2 separate regions of the Mus musculus genome follow, and region 2 is linked to region 1. The links are chromatin contacts, called in public promoter capture Hi-C maps. All regions are on one chromosome and are shown on one strand. Each heading gives the region's core, a stretch centred on a gene start, on an enhancer-like site or on the middle of the called end of the contact. The rest is flanking DNA. Distances are from core to core; before and after follow the strand shown. Region 1 holds the start of Trhr2 (thyrotropin releasing hormone receptor 2). Region 2 holds the start of Sult5a1 (sulfotransferase family 5A, member 1).

Region 1 (5,410 bases), core at 1,202-3,701:
CTCCTGGTTCATATAGGTCTGTGGCGGTTTGAATATACTTGGCCCAGGGAGTGGAACTATTTGGAGGTGTGGCCTTGTTGGAGTAGGCGTGGCCTTGTTGGAGGAAGTGTATCAATGAGCAGATGGGCTTTGAGAGCTTCCTCTTAGCTGCCTGATGATGCCATCTCCTGTTTGCCTTCAGAACAAAGTGTTGAACTCTCAGCTCCTCCTGCACCATGCCTGCCTGGATGCTGCCATGCTCCCACCTTGATGATAATGGACTGAACCTCTGAACCTGTAAGCCAGCCCCAATTAAATGTTGTCCTTATATGAGTTGCCTTGGTCATGGTGTCTGTTCACAGCGGTAAAACTCTAAGACTAGGTCCCCACCTATTATGAGGCTCAGCATAGCTGCAGCGCTTCATACTGGTCTCGCTGTCCTTGCTGAATCCGTCTCTTAGGTCTCCCATAAATAAAGTCTTGATGGGCTCGTGAACTGGGCTCCTAACACCACTTCCCACCTGCCCAATTCTCTTATGGCCTCCCGTTCTGTTTTCTAGTCCCTGATATTCAGGGAGACCTCGACTATGGATAGATAGCCAGGTATCCCTAGCAGCTCCTCTGCGCCATTCCACCAGGGACTGACCCCTCACTCTGCTGCGCTGCTCTGTACTGTGAAGCCTTTGACTCAAGGAAGGGATGGGCAGCCGCCTTGCCCAGCTTCTTCTCCGCTTCGGCAGCATTCTTCAGGTTAATGCCATCTGACCCCATGTCCCAAGCCTCACAAGTCAGGTGGCAAAGGATTCCTGCATTGCTCATTCTAAATGTTCCCTAGTCCCACCAGCTCTGTTACCCAGTGTTCTGGTCACTTAGTCTTCCACACTGACTTTGTTAAGGCCCTGGTCTGCATGTCAGGATATCGGTTTTGCCGTTATGTTACAGGCTGGACCAGAGGAGTATCTTGCCACTTTTAAGTTCCTTCCCCATAGGTTCTGGTCGAATACAGGTGCTATTCCCTTTTGACCCCCCCCCCCCAGACATAAAAAGCAACAGGCCAACATCTCCATGTACTCTCTCTCATCTGGTCCTACTGCTAAGTCTCAGGCTGATATAGAAAGGCCAGCCTCTTCTCCCTGTCTCCCTCCAGGCTGCCTGTGCTATCAGCTGTTTGCTGATACCTCCATCCTTGATGCGTCCCCCCAGGGCGTGTAATATCTGTTCTCAAAGCATCTCTGCTTGCTATGCGAATCCCACCCATCAGGCAGGTATGCCACAGACGTGCCCATCACGTATTCACCTGACTTGGATATCTCAGTAATCTCCATTCCCTTGTCGCTCTCCCACAAACCCTGTACAGATAAACCAACAGGTCAAGATTTTCTCTGTAAACAACCTGGCCCCTCCCCATGCAACAATTTGTGTCATGTCTCCAAATTATGGGTGACATCATCGCCCTTCCAAAGCACGCACTTGTGCTGCCAAAATTCCTTCCCAGGACGAGAGGTAAACATCGCCTCCAAGGGTCCCAAGGTCAAACTGAGGCACAATTCCACCAAAGTTTACTGGGAAGGCCCAATGAGTTTGTTGGTCCTCTCTGCAGAGCATGGGTTAGATGTCTGGGTTACTTACTACAGTGTGGGTGCCCACTCGCCCTTCCACCCCCCAAAAGATTGAACTTGAAGTCTTCATCCAGTCAGGATAATGGCTTCCTCAGAGTCACATGGATGGAGTCCCCCTTGTCCCTCTGCCCAGTCTAGCCCCTTCCTAGTCTGGTCTCTCATGGACCCTGGGGCTAGGTCATCCATAGGGGCTCGGCTTGGAGCTGCCTTCTTAGCTGGCCACTGGGGATTTGGCCCCACTCCTCAGGTTCCTCTCTGGGCTCATTGTCCTCCTCCTTTCTGTCAGGTAGAGAGTTGCTCTGCTCTGTAGCAGGACTCCCTGCCAGCCAGATGAACCGGAGCACTCACCCACCCAAGCCCAAGAGGACAGTGTCCATGCTTCCCCTCCCCGCCCCCCTGCTGGAGAGACCTAGGCTGCTGATGTTGGTACAGATTGGCCCTGGGACTCCCTGCTCTGCAGAGGGAGGGTGAGAGGGGAGCCGAGGAGCTGGGAGAAGTTGGTGAGGCTGTGTGAGGTGCACACGCGCACATGTGTAATACTGCAGTCAGCAGAAGGTAAAGCCGCCTTCCACGGAATGATTGAAGCTTGGGCTCTCTCTCTCTCTCTCTCTCTCTCTCTCTCTCTCTCTCTCTCTTTCTCTCTCTCTCTCTCTCTCTCTCTCCCTCCCTTCCTCCCCCCTCCCTCTCTGTCTCCCTCCCTCTCCGTCTCTCTCCCTCTCTCCCTCTCTCTTTCCCTCCCTCCCTCCTTACTTCCACCTCCTTCTACTCATTCTCTGCTCCCCCCTTCTCCCTCCCCTCCTTCCTTTCTCTTATCCCTCCCCTCCCCACCCCCCCACTTAGCCCAACCTGGAAAGAGGAAAATGCATTGAGTCTTCACTAGGTGAGTTCTCTGACCTTAGAAGTTTCTCAGGGGGTCTAGGGGCTATGGGGGGGCAGTTCTTGCTGGGACATTGTATGCAGTGGTCCTCACTGAGGTGTGTGTGTGTGTGTGTGCCCTATACTGTGGGCACAGTACACAGGGCATTCACATCGGGGCTAAATGGGTGTGGTAGCAAATGAGAGTCCCTGGAGGTAAGGCATCAGGGGTGGGCCTCTGCAGCTCTGGCTTCCACATCTGGAAGAGCTCTGTGAGGTCTCTGGATTCAGCCCTGGTTTACAGTGTCTTGCTGACGGTAGAGAAAGAGCTACTGGGGTTGAAGCAGCTGCTAGAGCCTGCAGATCTCGGCTCCTCTGCTCCACCAGCCAGGAATGTTCCAGCTGTGTGGATTTGTCTGTAGGAGCAGGCATGTGGTGTATGTGTCTGTGCGGGAATATGAGGGTGGACGGTGTATATGTCTAGGTTGAGGAAAGTCAGCCTGTGGGATGTGTGTGTGTGTGTGTGTGTGTGTGTATGTGTGTGTGTGTCCATCATATATTGTGAGCACAGCACACAGGGCATTCACATCAGGGCTAAATGTCATGTATGCACACAGAACATGTGTTGCACACATGTGTAAGGTCTGTAATGCCTGTGTGGGCAGTCATTGTGTGTTGGGTATGATTTTTGGCTTGTATTTCTGTGTGTGTGTATGCATACCTGGATGTATGCTCAAGTGGGTGTAGACGTCTTCCATGTGCAAAGGTGCAGTGCACGTGTGGAGGCACAGGCACATTGTGTGTGCATGTGTGCTGGGTGGCTATACACATGTGCTCTGTGCTGCATGTATACAGCTGTGTGTGGGCAGCATCTGTGGAGGCAGCTTCTCCATGAGCCCCCCCCCCGCCCCCCCACGCTTGTTCTGATGATCTGGTGCCTGTCCTGAGGGCTATCATAGTGCAGTGTGGGACTGAGCCTCAGGTCATCCTGGGGTTTATATGGTGCTGGGCTCTGCAGTGTCTACAGGCAATCACACTGGCAGGGTGCAAGCATTGAGGTGTGTGGGTGTGTAGGGCTGAGTGTAGTGTTTGGTGTATGTGTGTGTCTGTCTGCTGAGTGTGTTGCATAGAGAAGTGTGTGTGTATGTTGGTGTGTTGTATGTTGAGATGTGTGTGTTTGTGTCTTTGAAGTATATTTAATCTTGTGTTCTGTTTGTATGCAGTGTGGTACGTTTGCCCTGCATGTCAGTTGTAGCAGGAACATGTATGTGCACTCTAAGCTAAACCCCCATTTTGCTCCCATGTTGGTGCCTGCCTTAACTGGATCCCCAACAAATCCTTTGTAGCCATCGCCAGGAAGCTGGTACTCTGTGGATCTCAGAACACACACCCATCTCCTCGTGGTTCATCTGAGTCTACTGGGTCTTGAGCCTCAGACACTTGCAGGTGAACAGAAGATTCAGAGTCCACGAGGCTCAGGGCCTGGCTCTGTTGCTCTGGGCTTCAGGCTTGGCAGCTGAGCCCTCCCACCCTCAGCTGTGGGCTGGGACCATATCATGCACTTTGTACTATCATAGGACTGCTGCGGCAGCTGCTGTCCCAAGAACCATCCATGCCCCTGTGCTGTTGGCTGCTCTATTTCCACCCTTAGCCCTGACTCTAGAGCCCTCCTCGAAGCCTGCTGTTCTGCACCTCAGTGGAGGGTCCACAGGGCTTTAAACTACAGCTTCTCAACTCTCAAATATGCATCCACCTGATTTCTACGCTGACTCCTTTCTTGGCCTTCCTATCTGAGCCCTGTCCCAGCATCCCCCATGCCCTATAGACTGCCCTGATGGCATCTCCAGCTGCTCTTCCAGAGGACCTGGGTTCAATTCCCAGCACCTATATGACAACTTACTTATAGATTGGAGTCTGTAACTCCAATCCAGGGAATGCCATCTGATGCCATCTTTTGGCCTTCCCAGGCACTAGGTACACACACGATACACAGACATACATTCAGTTAAAATGCCCATGCACATAAAAATAAATAAATAAAAAGGAAATAATTAAATAATAAAGAACAGGCACAGGTCACTTACCAAGGTCAAGGCCGGCAGGGCATCACAGAAGACGCCAGCAAGATGGATGGTCCCAGCAATGTCTCACTCGTTCACGGTGACACCACACTGGGCCTCCCAGAGTACAAAGTAGTCTCGGTCCTCCTGGTCCTCCTGGTGTGCACCGTGGGCATCGTGGGCAATGCCATGGTGGTCCTGGTGGTGCTGACCTCACGTGACATGCACACACCCACCAACTGCTACCTGGTCAGCCTGGCTCTCGCTGACCTCATTGTGCTGCTGGCTGCGGGGCTGCCCAATGTCTCTGACAGCCTGGTGGGGCACTGGATCTATGGACATGCTGGCTGCTTGGGCATCACCTACTTCCAGTACCTAGGCATCAATGTCTCCTCCTGCTCCATCCTGGCCTTCACTGTGGAGAGGTGAGTGCCCACGGGCTATCCCATGCTCTCTTCTTTCACCTTGTCTTTCTGAATGAGAATCCTGGGAGCCTGGATTCAAGCAGGACTTCCTGGTAGATTGAGGTCCCTCTGAACAGAAGGGGAGCTGAGCCATTGGGAGGTGCCAGGAGAACCAGCACAGATGTGGACATGTAATCTGCTTCTAGATTTATGTAGGGCATCGGGGAAAGTCCTCGCCTTCCTCTGAGTCCAGATCTCCCATCCAGAACACAGGCAGTTGGTTGGTCCCTCTCACCACCCCCACTAGTGGGGATGAACCCTGGGTTGTCCATGGACTAGTCAAGCCACATCGCTAATCTGTTTTTTAAAAAAAGTTAAAAGAGACAGAGACTTGGTGAGGCTGGTTATAAGCTTTTAATCCTCCTGCCTCAGTGCCCTAAGAAGCTGAAATAACAGACCTCCACTACTGTGCTCGGCTATGGAGTGTCTTCCA
Region 2 (5,410 bases), core at 515-3,014, 800 kb before region 1:
CTGGGAACTGAATCCAAGTCCCCTGCAAGAGCAGGAAGTGCTGTTAATTGCTGAGCCATCTCTCTAATCTCCCACTGCTTTTGAGACAGGGTCTCCTGTAGCTCAGGCTGGCCTTAAAGTCAATGTATAGCTGATGACCTTAAATATTTGACTCTCCTCTACCTCCTGAATGCTGGGATTGTAGGCATATGTCACCATGTTTGTGCAATGGCACATATGCCACCATGTATGTGCATTGGCATGTATGCCACCTTGTATGTGCAATGGCGGAGACTGAATCCAGGGTTCCCGAACGCCAGGTAAGCACTCTTCCGACTGAGCCCCATCTTCAGCTCTTCTATATGAATCACACTTCAAGAAAGCTATCACAGCCGGGTGGTGGTGGCACACGCCTTTAATCCCAGCACTTGGGAAGCAGAGGCAGGCGGATTTCTGAGTTCGAGGACAGCCTGGTCTACAAAGTGAGTTCCAGGACAGCCTGTAGGACTATACAGAGAAACCCTGTCTTCAAAAAACAAAAAAACAAACAAACAAAAAAGAAATCTATCACAACTAGAAACAGCCCTGATGTCCGTAAACATACGGTGAGCAGGTGAACACTTACCTATTCAACACAACACAGCCGCGTGGAAGAACTGTCCATACACACAATGACATGGATGAATGTCGTAAGCAACACAAGGAGCAGGGAACAAACCCAGACACAAGGCTGTGCATCGTGTGGCCTTCAACAACAAGGGAAACAAGAGGTGATGACAGGCTTGAGTAACTTATCGGGGGAGGACACGGGTTTATGGTAAGAAGGAGGCCTGAACTGTTTTATATGTCCCAGTCGTGACTGTGGTAGTCACATGGTGTGTGAATTAGTGAAATCAATTTAGCTGAGCCTTTGGAGAACTTGGCTGTAGTCTCTGTGGGTTGCGTGTGCTGATTTCTCCCGGGCAAGGTCTGAGAAGAGGAATCAGGACCAGAGTTACACTTTAAAGGACAGCCAAGGACAAACAGACACCGGGTCAGTGTGTGCTCTGTGGGTGTGTGTTGATACACACACCGTTTCCTACCTATAAGACAAAGAGGATGAGGACCCTTGGGTACTCCCCTGCAGCAGAATGGATCAAAAACAAACCAGAAGCCCAAACCAACCAAACAGAAGAACACAAATCTCCTAAGCAAATGGAAGAAGTTTTGTTGTGTTGTATACAAATCCCCTGGACTCTGGTTGTAAGTGGCCCTGTAGGCAGAGAGACATTTTCATGCTGGCTGGCAGCTGCCTAATGAGAACATGAGACAAGGGAATCTGGTGGTTGGCAGCTGGAGGTGGCGGGAGATGGAAAAGTCTTCACGGATGTACTCTGTCAGAGCTGGTTGCTTTGTACTGTATCTTACCACAAATGTCAAAATTATATAAACTGCATGGTGGGTCCTAGGGTGGTAGAGAAAGCTGCCTTCTGTTGTCAGAATACAAGAAAGGGACGGTGCACTGCCTCTTCCTGGCCCCTTCCTGGCCCCTTCCTGGCCCTTCCTGGCCAGTGCTCCACAGGGGAGCATTGTTGAAACAGGAAAATTGTGTCATTCCCAGACACTGTTAAACTTATTTTTTGAGCACCTTAGTCTGCTTGAAAAATAGGTTTTGTCCCGAAGATTATCCGCTTATTGCTTGCCTATGGGGGCGCTCTTCCCAGCCCCTCCCCCAAATGGGTCTGGTTGGGGGCGGGGCACCCTGCAGTCTTCTGCCCCAGGGCCCTGCAACGCTAGGGTGGAGCCTCTTTGGAGGTGCCCAAGTAGAGCCTGAGCCACATTTCCTAGGTCTGGGCTGCGTGCGCACAGCCAGGTACCACTGGAAGAAGGACTTTGTGGTAAGTAGGGGATCCCGAGGAAACAGGGGAGGTGGGGCTTCTGTCGGAGGCTGCTCCAGGATTCAGTAGAAACATTCCTGTCAGCCCAGTCTGGGCAGCTGTAGAGCAAGACTGGAGGGGGGCTGTGGGTGGGAGCTGCTTGCTCTCTAGATGGGGCCTTTAGATACCGATCCCACTATGCTTTGGGGCCGAGACAAGCAGCTCTCAAGTCCGCAAGGATGTTCATGATCCATCACAACCACACACTTTCGAGGTGTAGCCCTGCATACAGATGGCCAAGAGCTGGTGGCTAGGGCAGAATTCTGCAAGCAACCAGCCACACTCTCAAGGCCAGACAGATGCCACTGTCATTCCAAGGCCATAGCACAGAGGTCTATATCCTCTGATGGGGTTGGGACCTTTCTTGGGCCAGACGACAGACAAGTCTGTCCAAGGTTCTAAGATGGTCCTGCAATGATGCCTGAGAGCAATAACAGTAGCCACTGGGTGTGGACCTATCTCAACACTTTCATGATGGAATGGCAGACTGGCCTGTATCTACTGGAAAGAGCTTGGGCCCTCGGTAACAGACTTCCTCACCTCCAGCCCTGTTCCGCACAGCACCAGCATGACTGAGCGCATGAACACCACTGAAATCTTCGATGGCGTCCGCTTCCCAGGATTCATACACACCCCAGAGTCCCTGAAAGCGGCTTGCTCCTTCCAGTTCCAGGACACAGACATCCTCTTGGTAACATTTCCCAAGTCAGGTGAGAGACAGACTGGGACAAGGAGCCTGGACAATCCAACACCAGGGCTTCCTGCCACCCATAGTGCCTCAGTCCCCTTCTCGGCACTGTAGACACCCGGGCCCTCTCTGTCACCTGTGACTGGTATAAGCTGTAGGGCTGCCTTTCTGGCTTGAGTCAGTACCAGCTGTATGAAGCCCCTCACTAGCCTCCTTGGCTGGTTGTTCCTCTTTCTAATAGCCTCAGAAGCACAGGGTATCCTGGGTACAAGCAGCCCCCCTCTCCCCCTGTACCTTGGTCAGGTTCACACAGACTTCTTGTAATCTCTCTGCACTTGCTTGAACGTGTTTCTGAGGCCATGGGAGGAATGCTGGGGGGGGGGGGGTGAAATGGGGTGTGTGCTGAGAATCTGGCTTTATTCTTAGGCGGGTGGTCCTTGGGGGACAAAGCTTTTCCTTGTCCTGAATCATGCTGGGGTGAATGGTGTACATCACCCCAGTGAAGTATGTTTATGTGGGGCACAGGAACTCCCTAATCCCATAAGACTGCCTGGTCTACTCTCCTCCAGTGTGCTCAGGGTAGCAGCATAGCTCTGCAGACCCTGCATAACCATCCTCCCCATCCTGAATCCGTCAGGATAGGCACATAGGGCATAGTTTGCTTTTGTCTCCTGGACATAGCCCAGCTAGGACACAATGCCACTGAGAGCAAGATCTGCTTCATGTGACTTGGCCACCAGGGCCACCTGGACTGTAGTGACTTAGGTAAGTCAGCAATTCAGCAGATAGGGCCAAGCAACCCTCCTATACTCCACATTCCTGACAGTCTTCCCCTCACACCAGACCCCCTTCCCCTCCACCCTGCATAGTTGTCCCAAGTTCCAGCCCTGCCCCACCCCCCTCCTACTCCCTGGATCCGATCCCTCCATTCACATCTTAACATATCTACCCAGGGGCCTGGTCTGTGGGCTGGGCTTCCCACCAGAAAGAATGCAGTGGGTGGGCTGGGATCTGTCAGACTGCGCCTCCAGCCTCAGTATATCTTAAAGGATAGGGCAGCAGAGCTATGGGATCCTGGATCCAGGCTGTCACTGTCCCTGTATGTGGGCAGGGGGTGGGGACCGATCATCCCACTATAAGTACGAGATCCCATCCTCGCAGAGCAGGCAGGTTCTGGCCTGTAGCGGAAAGATACCTTGCTGAATCTTATCACATGTCCCTGAACTGGGCCCAGGCGGGCTGGGCGGGAAGGGCCACGCCTGTTCTGAGGAACCTTTTCTGGTTTGCTTTTTCTTAGACTGGTTCTGTCTGGCCTAAAAATAAAAAGGTGATATAACCTTCCCCCTACTGGAAACCAGAGAAGCTAAGGGGGGGCCCTTGACCTTCCATTCCCATTGAGCTCTCTAGGATTTGCTATCTCTGAAGGTGACCCCAGAAAGTGTGGTTGCTTGAGGGGAGTAGACACCCGAACAACTCCCAGAGCACCCTCCTCTCTGGCCAGGGCCAAAGCTCCTTTTCAGATGTCTGAGGTAGAGAAATGGGTTGGGGCACAGCCCGGTAGAGTGTTTGCTTTGTGTAGGTGAGGAATAGGCCAGATTGGCTTTCTGGAAAGACCATCGCTAAGGCTTGAATGTTCTGGAACATTCCATTAGAAAGCGATAGTGAGATGAATGTGGTGGCTCACTCCTTTAGTCCTAGAAGTTTGGAGGCAGGGGCAGGCAGATCTCTATGAGTTCAAGGCCAGCCTGGTCTACAGAACTAGTTACAGTGTAGTCAGAGCTACACAGAGGTATCTTGGCTCAAAAAAACAAACAAACCAGAAAGTGGTACTTATTAGATGCCATGGTTTCCCCTCAGGGTGCTCACAACAGGGACTGCAGACATGCATGGGAAGCCACCAGGAGCTGGGTGAGAGGTCCATGTCAAATGCTCCTCTTACTTCTCTGGCCAGTGTCCTCACAGTTCATTGGCCATCCTTCCTGGGAAGGCTTCTGCAGATCTAAACCACACTTTGCCCTCTTTCTGCCTCATGTCCCTCCTCTGCCTGATGGGGTCACTGTAGCATCAAACACACCAAGGAGGCTCCAGACCATTCATACAGTGAGTGTCCATCTCAGACCAGGGCCCTCCAGGACTCTGCAGGAAGAGCGGCGGTAGGCTAAGGACACACAACCAAGCAGGAAGCTGGCATGCAGGACTCGGGTGTTCTCGGGTCAGCTCTTCCACAATGGATCCTCTCTTCCTCTCCGCCCTGCCCTCACATTCCTGCATCTGATGCCTTCCTGGCAGATGTAGGGCTGTCCTAGCCTCCTGTCTATCCCTGCCTGCCATCCCCTGAACAGCAGCCCCAACATGCTCATAATGTAATCCTCACGGTATGCGAGCGCATGGGGCAGAGGGGACTTTGCAGTCATGATGAGACTAAGGACCTTTAGATAGATCATCATGGATCAAGGAGCCCAGTGTCATCACAGTGTCCCTAGAGAACGGTGCGTAAGGCTCAGACATAAAAGGAGTTATGATGACAGGAGTGGGGACAGGTGAGAGACGTGGCAGTGCTGCGGTGAAGCTTTCGCCCTTGGATGAGATGGTTTGGAAGTAAGATGGTAGCCCCAAGAAGCTGGAAAGGTCGTGAGGAAACAGCATCTTCTGCAATACCACCCCTATTAGCGCTTTGATACCAGAGCTACAGGATGAGGCGCATTGGTGAAAGCCACTGGTTTGGTGGTTATCTGAACATTTATTTATTTATTTATTTGTGTGTGTGTGTGTGTGTGTGTGTGTGTGTGTGTGTGTGTGCGCTTCATTCTCAGAAGCCTACAGCTAC

Evidence for each region. Capture Hi-C pulls out chosen DNA fragments and counts their contacts.
Region 2: a promoter capture Hi-C map of pancreatic islet shows a contact between it and region 1. The contact joins the promoter of Sult5a1 here to the promoter of Trhr2 in region 1. A contact is called at or near these places in 3 of 39 promoter capture datasets (liver, pre-B cells and stem cell-derived epiblast-like cells) and 1 of 9 other capture datasets (pancreatic islet).

What each region holds. Positions count from the first base shown.
Region 1 is chr8:122,359,869-122,365,278 of GRCm38.p6, reverse strand. Trhr2 (thyrotropin releasing hormone receptor 2) reads left to right here and starts at 2,451. Exons shown (of 4, transcript NM_133202.3): 1 at 2,451-2,478; 2 at 3,800-4,938. The coding sequence starts at 4,580.
Region 2 is chr8:123,154,634-123,160,043 of GRCm38.p6, reverse strand. It overlaps Sult5a1 (sulfotransferase family 5A, member 1), which reads left to right and starts at 1,764. Exons shown (of 7, transcript NM_020564.3): 1 at 1,764-1,856; 2 at 2,457-2,605. The coding sequence starts at 2,464.